2 separate regions of the Zeugodacus cucurbitae genome follow, and region 1 is linked to region 2. A link is a contact called in public Hi-C data. All regions are on one chromosome and are shown on one strand. The core of a region is the stretch at or near the end of the contact, and the rest is flanking DNA. Distances in the headings are between cores, read along the strand shown. Region 1 holds the start of LOC105220713. Region 2 holds the start of LOC105213326 (serine/threonine-protein phosphatase 2A regulatory subunit B'' subunit gamma).

What was found. A called contact is a pair of places that touch in the nucleus more often than the background predicts.
Region 1: a contact with region 2 is called in a Hi-C map of whole body, with 3 times the contacts expected there. The contact joins the promoter of LOC105220713 here to the promoter of LOC105213326 in region 2. A contact is called at or near these places in 2 of 2 Hi-C or Micro-C datasets (both in whole body).

The regions. Positions count from the first base shown.
Region 1 is chr2:79,486,578-79,491,974 of idZeuCucr1.2, reverse strand. It overlaps LOC105220713, which reads left to right and starts at 2,956. Exons shown (of 5, transcript XM_011197178.3): 1 at 2,956-3,115; 2 at 3,175-4,845; 3 at 4,919-4,987; 4 at 5,058-5,240; 5 at 5,307-5,397. The coding sequence starts at 3,106. It overlaps LOC105220712 (ankyrin repeat and SAM domain-containing protein 1A), which reads right to left and starts at 2,637. Exons shown (of 12, transcript XM_029044752.2): 1 at 2,478-2,637; 2 at 1,951-2,105; 3 at 1,645-1,882; 4 at 1,022-1,571; 5 at 770-938. The coding sequence starts at 2,057.
Region 2 is chr2:78,978,508-78,984,118 of idZeuCucr1.2, reverse strand. It overlaps LOC105213326 (serine/threonine-protein phosphatase 2A regulatory subunit B'' subunit gamma), which reads right to left and starts at 1,725. Exons shown (of 4, transcript XR_851772.3): 1 at 1,119-1,725; 2 at 262-1,048; 3 at 1-136. It overlaps LOC105213327, which reads left to right. Exons shown (of 20, transcript XM_029041040.2): 3 at 2,356-2,478.

The DNA of each region.
Region 1 (5,397 bases), core at 1,707-4,206, 510 kb before region 2:
CACGTACGGGAGGAAACTGTAAGCCGCACAACAAGTGGCAGCGTGGCATAAATACAAGATAATATTAGCAGGATGAGCAGAGACGATGAAATGGCAACTCCAATTGCAATGTTACAACAATAATAAAGTAAACAATTTACAATTTCACATTTGTCCTGATTGTAGAAGCGTTTAACACTATAAGTTTACGACAGGCACTTACGTATGACTAAAATTTCTGTTAGAAAGCCAATTTGTTTGTTGTTTTTGTTGTGAACGCAACAGGTGAATTAGATTGTATGAATTGTGTGAATCACCAAGCACAGAAACGCAAATGGATTGATGCAAAATAAATATGTATATAAATATGTATGTACATTTAAAAGTCGCATAGTTGCAGATGATTTTTAGGTAAACAGTTATGCATAATATATTTTTTACAATGCTAGACACATACAGAACTTTGGTTAGTTGTAAATAAATGCTTTCCATTTATATGCATGATAGGGTAGTTATAAGTAGGTATTATGTATATGTATGTAAATAATAATAATATTTATAATAATAATAATAGTATAAAGCTTCGCTAATCACAATAGTTAATATCATACTAATATTGATTCTAGTGCTGGGTTGCATCTTAAGCGATAAGGATACGAGTAGCTGTTTAATGACAAGTCTGTGTCACGTTTATGATTAATGATCGTGGACAATGGGTGCAGCAAATGGAGCATTCTGAGTGTGTGAATTACAATACACAAATGAGCCATTCATTCGTTCCCAGTCTTACGTCTTTGGCATTAAAAATTCCTTGTGTGCAATAGCACTGACTTTTGCATCGTTCTGCCTTCGTTCGAAGGCTAGATTTGGCACTGGCGAGATGGAACTATCGCTACGCTCATGCTCGTCACCGTCGCTCAGCTCGTTTATTGGCTTAAAGTGTGTACCATTCGAGGCGTCTTTATAAAAATCTAACCAAAAATTAGCAAATTTGTTGTTTTTTCTTTTACAATAAAAAATACGCTCGGATCGTACAACGTACCTTTTATTGCGCATACGATTTCGTAAGTTACATGTGGTGGATAATCCTTGAGCAAATCTAGTGCTGTATGCCCTGAGCCGTCGGTAGCATTTGGATTAACACCAGCTTGTAGCAGCACATTGACCACAGCCTTCTTGCCACAAAGTGCAGCCTCGTGAAGGGCAGTGCCCGAATTAGTCATAATGTTTACATCGACACCGGCGGCTAAGAGTGCTTCCACTACTTTTTTATGGCCGTTACGACTAGCTAAATGCAAGCATGTGTGTGTGAATAAATGTGTTGAAGGTGAAATTGTGTACGGCGTAGATTCAATAGCTGAAGTTGTAGGCGTTCGGCTACCAGTTGAACGATATGGTGCTAACAATTCAGGATGTGTGCGTATTAAGGTTTGTACTGCTTGTAATCGGCCGAATTGCGCGGCTAGATCTAATGCAGTTTGAAAACTATTATTGCGCACAGTTGGATCAGCACCATAGGCAAGTAAAATGGCTAGCACTGTATTATGGCCATGTTGTGCGGCACAATGCAATGGTGTCTCATTGTCGATAGTCTGGAAAGTGGAGGCAAATTTTCATTTTGCATTTAATTTGCTAATTTGACTCTAGAAGAAAGTTTCTACCAACCTGTGCATTTGGATTTGCTGCTTTTGGTGTGTGCAGCAAGAGCTGTTTTACTATCTCATCATGACCAGCCCAAGCTGCTAAATATAAGGGTGTTGATCCACGTATATCCGGCATATCGGGCGCAGCATTTTGCATCAATAGCAGTCGCACAATATTACCGTGTCCATTTAAACATGCGTGATGTAGTGGCGTATAGCCATTTACATCTTGACTATTGATGCATGGGCTACGCCGAAAACTAAAAAAATTAAATTTGATTTTATATTAAGCACATACGCGTAAGAAAGTTTGTTTATTTTAACCAACCTTGAGAATGGCCCACTGTTACGTTTCGAAATCTGCTCAAGTATTTTGCCTACAACAGCAATATTTCCGATGCGTGCTGCCTCCAACAGCTCTTGATCTTTGCCCATTGCAGCACGATGTAAAGTTGTTGGAGATTACGTATATTGTAAATATTGCTGAAAATATACAATCAAAGCATTTACAAGGGAATCATGACTAATCACGCACGCAAGATGCTTATCGTTCTAATTATCTAAAATATATCTATTGCTACTAGCACTAAGTGAATACTTTTCGCACCAAACGTTATATGCACACGTTCTATTTAATTCTCACATTTTAGCAAATTTATGTTCATTATAGCACTGATCTAATGTATTTAGTTAATTAGGAAAATTGCTTTGTACTGTTATCTATGCTAACAGAGATTTGTTTACTTTATGTTCAAGGTCTTTTCCGAGCATACAATGTTAATTTAATCACATTCTGTAACACACTCACCACTTAACTTTATTTGTTATAAAACTCATATAATTTAATTAAATTACCAATTAAGAACACCAATTCATATTCCTCACATAATTTGCACGTAATTCCATTAATGAAAATGAAATTTCTCTGCCCAAAAACTACTATGTGCAATTTTTGGGCCGTTCTAATTTCTAAACCACTTGTAGAGTTACCAGAAAACACAATATTTATTTTCAGACAACACAAGAAGTTCACACAGCACCAGGTAAAACGAAGTGGCAGCCCAAGTAAAATAAATTACCTTATGGAATGAATTCAGCAGAAAAACATAACCTAAGTTGCCAACGCTTAAGTAGTAATATTCATATTGAATGAAGAACCAATATTTTTATTCAGTTGATACTTTTTTGAAAAGCCATATTGCTGGTGGAGTCAAGGTATTAAAATAATAAATTTTTAATAGTTAATTTTTGAAATTTGCCAATAAAAGTAATAAAGGCTAATAATAAATAAATCATTTCTTTGTGGTTGTGCTGGCAACTCTTTCAATTCCAATTGGTTGCTGAATTCTGATTGAAAATGAATTCAGCAATTTTTCAAACAATCCGCAACAAACTGTATTTCAATTTGAAGTTGAAAAGAAGCGTCTAAAAAAGTCATAACTTTCTAGTTTTTAAACTCTTATTTAAATTATATAAAAATAATATGAGTATCTGTAAGTGCGATGTTAAATAATGAGCTCTAGAAAAAGTTTAAATGTTTTCTTAATTGCAGCTTTACAGGAATCCAAAGCTGAAGGCTCATCCAAAAGCCAGTGCCGGAGGTCGTCGCGTCGCAATCCGCTGATAATAACCCAAGAAGACGATAGTGACATAGAAATGGATACTGCGAAGGAAAATAAAGTTCCGCAAACACCAAAATCCAACAACAATGTGGAGAGACAATTTGAATCGCCTAGTGTAGGAAGAAACAATACATTGTTGCAGACTCCTAGACGCAGCAGCCGCAAAAGCATTAAACCCGTACAAGAATATGAAGACATTGTGAGTTGTAAACGTCAATTAAGATCTGTATCAAAGGTAGGAGATGAAATTAATAAGGATAAGGAAGAGGAGGAAACTAATACGGAAGAGCAACAACCGAGATGGACACCGGCCAAAGTGGGTCGTGTGTCACGAAAGCGAGGAAGGAAAAACCGTAAAACGGTTGGAGATAAGAATAAATCCAAGTTGAAGAATTCAAGTGACAATGAAGATACTAACGAAGTTAAAGAACATTTGCAAAATAAAGTAGTCATTGAATCAGAAGACGAAAATATTAAGTTAGCAGAAAATATAAACGAAATTGCGGAAATTAATGTTGAAAATGGTGAAACATCGGAAGATATAGCAGAAGTACATATTGCAACAATTAAGGAAGATGAAGTAGAAATACAGCCATTGCAAATTCCCGATGATGAAAATAAATCAAATTTGAAGAATTTAAGTGACAATGAAGATACTACCGAAGTTAAAGAAGATGTACAAAATAATGTAGTCACTCAATCACAAGACGAAAATATTGAAGAAGCAGATAATGAAATTACAGAAATTAATGTTGAAAAAACTGAAAAATCTGAATATATAGCAGAAGTACAAATTGAAACAATTAAAGATGACACTTTCAACAGTAGTGATTGCATTATGATAAATCAAGCAGATGAAGAAGTAGAAATTCACCCATTGCAACTTGCCGATGATGAAAATAAATCAGAGTTTAAGAATTCTAGTGACAATGAAGATACTACCGAAGTTAAAGAACATGTGCAAATTAATGAAGCCATCCAATCCCAAGACGAAAAGATTAAGGAATCAGATGAAATAAACGAAATTACCAATAATGTTGAGAAATGTGAAAAATCAGAAGAGTGTAAAGCAGAAGTCGAAATCGTAACAATCAATGATGACACTTTCAATGCTAGCGAAGAAGATGAAATGCAGCCATTACAATTTTCCGATGATGAAGGTTCAACTTCGCCACCTCCCAAAGCACCTCGTATAATTTTAACTACCGATAAGGGTGTAGATCAAAGTTTAAATGTAACGGCACCGCTGAGTGATGGTACAACACCGAAAAGATACTCGAAGAGTGCGAAACGTATGCCAACACCATACAGGAAAAATACTGATATTACAGAAATAGAAGATGACATTGACGACAAGTGTGAGGCCAAGGAACCACCTATCACTATAGAAATTTCCAAAATAGAACCGAAAGAAGCTGTACTGCGTAGCATCCGAAAACGTTCCTTTTCTGTGTGTATTGGAGGCGCAGAAGCAGAGAAACGTAAGAATGTCACTTTTTACAGTCCTGCTAATACGACTACTATTTTGGAAGATTTGGACGTACGTATGGTACAGAGTGTCAGGAAAAATCCAGTCTTAAAGCCGGCAACTACTGAAACCTGTAAGTACATAATAGTTTAAGTGAGTTCATTGTAGCGTAATTTAAAAACTAAAAAAAAATCAACAATTTTCAGTTATAACCCAACGCCGCAAACGTTCTTTGTCCTTTGATGAGGCAATGATAAATAAATCAAAACTTCGAAGTAAGTGTCTTTTAGAATAAATTATTTTTGTTTAGCTTGTTAAATAGAAAACATATTTCACAATTTACAGTTCAAACTCCGAGTAAAATGGGTGTGACACCACAAAAGAACAAACCAGCACGTACAAAATTACCAAATTTCGCAGCTATACATCAAAAGCATTTCGAGAAAATGGAAAATTTAGTCGACCATGTAAATCGTAAGGCAGAACGCGCAAAAGTGCTCACAAATTCGGCCTCCAAAGATCGTGTTGGTGAGTTGTCATTGATGAAAACAAAAAAAATTAAATATGTAAAATGAGTAATCTTTTTTGTATTAGCTTCTGCACAAAAAACAGTAAAGACCTATCAAGCTTCTGCCACGACTACGAATCCGGAAAAATCTAAAGCAGTGAAACGTCTTAATTTACA
Region 2 (5,611 bases), core at 476-2,975:
TATGCTCGAACTGCATAATTTTCTTGGCTTATAATTAAGTTTCGATTAAACATTATGTGAGCCATCCTCACGATTTTCGTATGCCCAGAATTTGTGGAATTCGATGAGAATGGAGACAACCGTTTCTGCTTGACCACTGCAAGGACAATGAATTAATATATGGAGCACTTGAGTTTAATTAATAAGCACGGTTATTGTGCTGCTGTGCAGACTTGAGTGCTATTCCATTTAAGTAGTTACACACACACACACACTACGTACCAATTGATTAAATCCTGCAGCGTAATTTTGTATGGGTCCTTAGACTTGACCATATCGAATATTTCGTCTTTCAAATCTTCGAAATTCACCGCCTCCGCATTGACCGCATTAATTTGTTCTTGTATGCCTTTGAAGAAATAGTGCAGCGTCTGCGCTGTCAAATAGCCCTTATGCTGCACATCCAGTATGCGAAAGAGATAATGCAACGATTGTGGCTCATGCCTGTTATCCAGGGCCAAAACAAAATCGAGAAAAGTTTTATAATCCATTTCGCCATCAAAAGTGCGGCATTCATCGAAAACGCGATCCAAAAAGACTGAAGTCAATGTGCCGGAGCCGTAACCGGCCAGCTCCTGTTTGCTCAGCATGCCATTGTGGTCTTTATCTAAATTTAAGTAGTTGCCATAGACCGTCAGTACCGACGGCATAGAAAACCAGTTTTGCTCTTGCGACTCTTTTGGCGTTTCCTCATCGCGCAGTTCGAGCAATTCGGTGAGCAAACCCGACGCGAGTATATCACGTATGCGTATGCGGCCCGTATGTAAGGGATCGAGAAAGAAGAAAAACTTTTTCACTACCGTGCAGACGTAGAAACTTTGAAAGGACGGTTGCACGCAACTGCTGATCTGTGTTAATGTTGGTATGATGTCAATAATATAGTTCTCCATATCAATTTCACGCAGATAGCCTTGACCGATCTCATCGTAGAGCGATAGGCCTATGCGTCCCTGTGTTAGCCACACTTTACGCATGGTATAGTTGAAGATGGAAACGATTTCCACTTTACCTGCAAAATTGCATATTAAATTTTGTCGAAATACCGCATACACACACAAACGGCTTGCGCGAGTACTCACCTGGATACATGGAATGGCACTGCAATTTGGCATACAGACGTGCCGTCAAATATTTGCGACATTTTGTGCTCACCGCCTCCAGCAACTTTTGGTAGTCATCATAACTGATGAGTTGTTGTCCCACAGGCGTTACCTGCGTACAATGTTTCTCCAACAAAGTCCACAAAGCGCCGAGCTCATCATTATCCAGCAATTCTTGTGAACGCTTCTGTAGAAAGAGCGAATGCGCTTCTTTGCGCAGATTTTGTCGCAGTGCATTGTTTGCAGGCGGTGGCGCATGAAAAAATTTCGGTATTGTCGCATAGGTGGGATGTAGCGTTTTGGCTGTTGCCTGCAATGGCGCATCTGCGTCGAATTCGTTTAATTGCTCTTCACTTGGTTTTTCAGTGGACACTTCGAGATTTTCAAATTCTTTCACAATATCTGGATCGAGTTCCATTCTATACACAGTTGTTGGCAGTTTTAAATTAAACTTTGAAATGAAACTTTTACGTAAAATACACTTTTATCACGGAATAAAAGTAAATAAATATTCCAGTGCACAGCTGATTTAGCGCGGTTGTCAGATAGGCGTCGTAGTGTTGCTGTCGACGTCGCAGTCAGCAGAAAAGTTGACGTATTGCGCAGAAAAATTATATTAATGACAGCGCGCATGGTTCGCAACTTGACTAACAGGGTGACGCTGATGAAAAGCATTATTAGAATTATTTGTATGGAAATACATATTCATTTGCTTTTTTATATTTGAAACTGGTACCTATTAATAAATAAAATAAAAGATAATTAAATATTTTTTTTTTAAATAAATGAACTGAGACAATTCACGAATATTCTGGACATTACTTTTTTATACTTAAAGTTAAAAATTTAAATTTAATATTTGTCCAATATTTGTGAATGGTGCCTTGTTCTTCTTCTTCTCTGCTGGTGTCTTTGACAGTTGTAAAATATTCACATCCTTCCCGTTGCTTCAAATTTGTAATTAATAAATTGTTTTATTTAAAATTTTATGAAAAATAATACAGTGATATAATATTATATGAATTAAGTGTATAAAGTAAGAATGAAGTGAACAATACTCCAATTGAACAGGGTTTGGTGCGTTTACAGCCAGCATTGGATCAACGTTCTTTAGGATGTTCCAATAAGCTTGTTGATTATTACATATTACTTCTAGACTTTATCTTGAGATGCTCTGTAACATAAGTATTAAACTTTTATTTTCTTCTATTTACAGGTTCTAACATAAAAGTTGCGTCTGCTATACTCAATTGTATTCTAGCGCGCCAGTTATGTTTCGAAGACCCGTCTTGTTCGGCTATCTTAGAAATAATACCCAGAGTATGTGGGCCTATACCAGGTATGTACAAGTAATATATGTAAACAAAATATATTTGAATTTTAGAAATTTCATATATTTTTATTTAAATTCTATTTTTAGTTCATCAATTACAAAATCATTGAATTTTTTTACATGTCTGTGTGTAGTCTTTCAGCTGTTGAAAATCAAATTAGTTAATCAAAATTGATAAGGGTTAGCGTATAACCTACAGCGCTTATTGTGTCTGTAACTTTGTCTGCTAATTACTGGTAGTCTCAAAATGCTTTCAAATTGTAGGTGAGGCCAGACTAAACGACGGTACTTAAGTGATTAATGAGCGGTATTTCAATTAATGTGTGAAGGTTCATAAAAAGGTGTGGATAATGTTACTAATCGATTAGTGCGTGTTAGTATATATGCGGTGAATATTTAATATATCCATATAAATGATAAAATGTTATAATTCGGCTAGGTGGACATGGACACCAATTAAATTGTGCTAAAGTATAATTATCAAAATCAAGCCAAAAATGTATCAATGCTTGGAGAAAAAAAACATCTCATGTCCTTTGTCTGGAGCCGATACCAATTTTATTGAGAAAGAAACCAACATAAATGATGGAATAAGATTCCCAAAACTGTAATCAATTTCAATTAGCACTTATTACCACATACATACATGCATATGTATGAATATATGAATGTATAAATTTGAACAAGTTTGTACTAAAACGCAAATAAGTTTCTCAGTTTAACTAAAATTTCATTTTCTCACACAAATAATATGTAATAATAATTTCATCTACAGTGCCGTGTCTACTTTTTTGCCTTCCACATCCAAGTGCAACTGCTATATTCCATTAACCAACTTGCAACTTGAACTTTCAACTATTGCGCAGTTAGCTTGAAGCGCTTTTATGTTTGCACAACAGTCAGTCTATATGCAACGGTTAATGCATTTAACCCCGTAAAATGGTGAACAGCAGCAAATTTTATTGTTTGCTTACGACACTGTGTCCAACTGGGCTGACTCATTTGCCACTATGCAAGTGCTGCAAGTGGACATGCAACTCTAAGGTCTAGAGTTTATATCCATATATGCATATATGTTTTACTGCTAGTATGTGACATTGGCTTTCTTGAGGTTTAGGGTCAGTTATGCAGCCACTATGCTGGTGATAATAAAATTAATGTTGTTGCTTTAATTGCCACATACAAAGTGATTATTTTATATGGTCTATTGTAGTTGTTGCCATTTAAGGCAATTGCTGCACCTACGAATGTATGCATGGATGCAGTTGTAGGTATATAGATATATAAATTCTTTTGTTGGTGTCTTATATGGACAGTGCTCGTACAGTGAACCCATTTAAATATGTCTGTTGCTGAAGGCTTTAAATAGAATTTCACTGAATACAGTTCAGTTACTGAAGTGTTTATATTTCTCACAGTAAAAGGAGATATGTCTGTTGTTCGTGGCAGACTTCCTCACAAGACAGCTGACTGACTTTCAATATATCATTTTTCTGTATATATAGTAGTTCTTATATAATTTAAACGTAAATTAAACTTCTCCTGCAGAGAGTATTCACATTGGACTGCTATTCTGAGTAATCTGTCCTTAAACTGGACGATTTTTTACTAGAGCTTTCTAACTGAAAAAGCTAAGGGATAACTAGTCTAGTGTAAGCGTTTCAACATGGGTTTCAAGATTTCACAAACGAGATCAACTGCAGCGTTTTCGTGTCTACGCGTTAAGTTAGCCGAACATATCACTTCGGTGGAGAGCTTAAAGCTCTAAGGATACAATTGACGACATGTATTAAGCTTTCGAAGGTGTCTTAAAATTTGAAGAATGTTAAACTCATAATAATATCTACATTATAAGCGATGTGAGCACCTCCTTGAAGCACTTTATAAGATCATACAATAATTAAGAAATCAAAGCACTAAACGAAGCTTAAAGCTTTAAGTTTGATCAGAAAGAGATTTTAAATTATATAATCAACAAGAAATATGGTTTTATTAACAAAATCCATCTTAAATGGTCTATTTTTACATGTCTATATATAACAACTATACAAGTATTCAGTTGTAAACATATTCATATGTGTAGCCTCCTTTGCAAGTCCTTATGCGGTCCGCATATATGCATTCACCCTTGTAAACTTGAAAGCAACACACTTGCAGCATGCAATATTGCTTTATTCTTGCATATCCACAGGCGCATACAGATGAACCCTCACACTATCTCACGCCCTCACTCTCTGACACTTGCATATGAACCTTGACGTTTACATAACCGCTTGCGTGGCTTGTGTATGTGTGGGCACTTGTAATGAAGTAGAAAAATAAAATAAAATAAAATTTTACAATCAATATTGAAATTCTTGTGCTGTGTGGTGTTCATGAAGTGTATCATCCTTGTGTTGCATATATTGGCTTGTCTGTGTGTGTATGTGCGTGTTTTCATGAAAGCGTAAATTTTAATTGAACACGCTGCATGTACTCGTATTGGCCAGCTTATTGTTGACCTGTTTCATACACACTTAAGTCAAGAATACACGAGCGTGTTTGTTGTAACCTGCTGAAGTAGGATAATCAAGCGACGCTGAAAGCGAAAAGTAACTTAAATATGGTTGGCATATAAAATTTGTAGTTAAAAATTTAATCAACAAATTGGTTTTATAAAATACCAACCGTTATTAGAAGTGAACAATGCATATATGCATGTATACCGTTATTTTCATTTCAATGTATAAATTAATTACTGTTTGCGTTCGTATGTACATACATAAAGTAGGTATTCGAGTAAACACTCGAGTTCGCCATAAAATAGCCAGTCAGTCTATATTTCTTCTCGACGCTTTCATTGCACTTGTATTGAATGCTTTTACTGAAATTAATCATTTTAATCCAAACAATTGTAAGACAATGCGTTGGCTGCCTGCAGCTGACGTGCGCAAATTCAATGCGAATGGGTTACTCCAGGTGAAAGCTATTCGGAAATGTATATATATGTAAGTATATCTAAAGCCTTAATAAGCTGGTTTTTCAGAGCTTTTCTACTTATGTTTGGTCAAGATCATGCTGTAAAGTTGTTAAATAGCGGTTCGTCTAAGATTTAAGCCAACTCCGAGCGACAAAAATAATTATAAAAACGAGCTCTTTA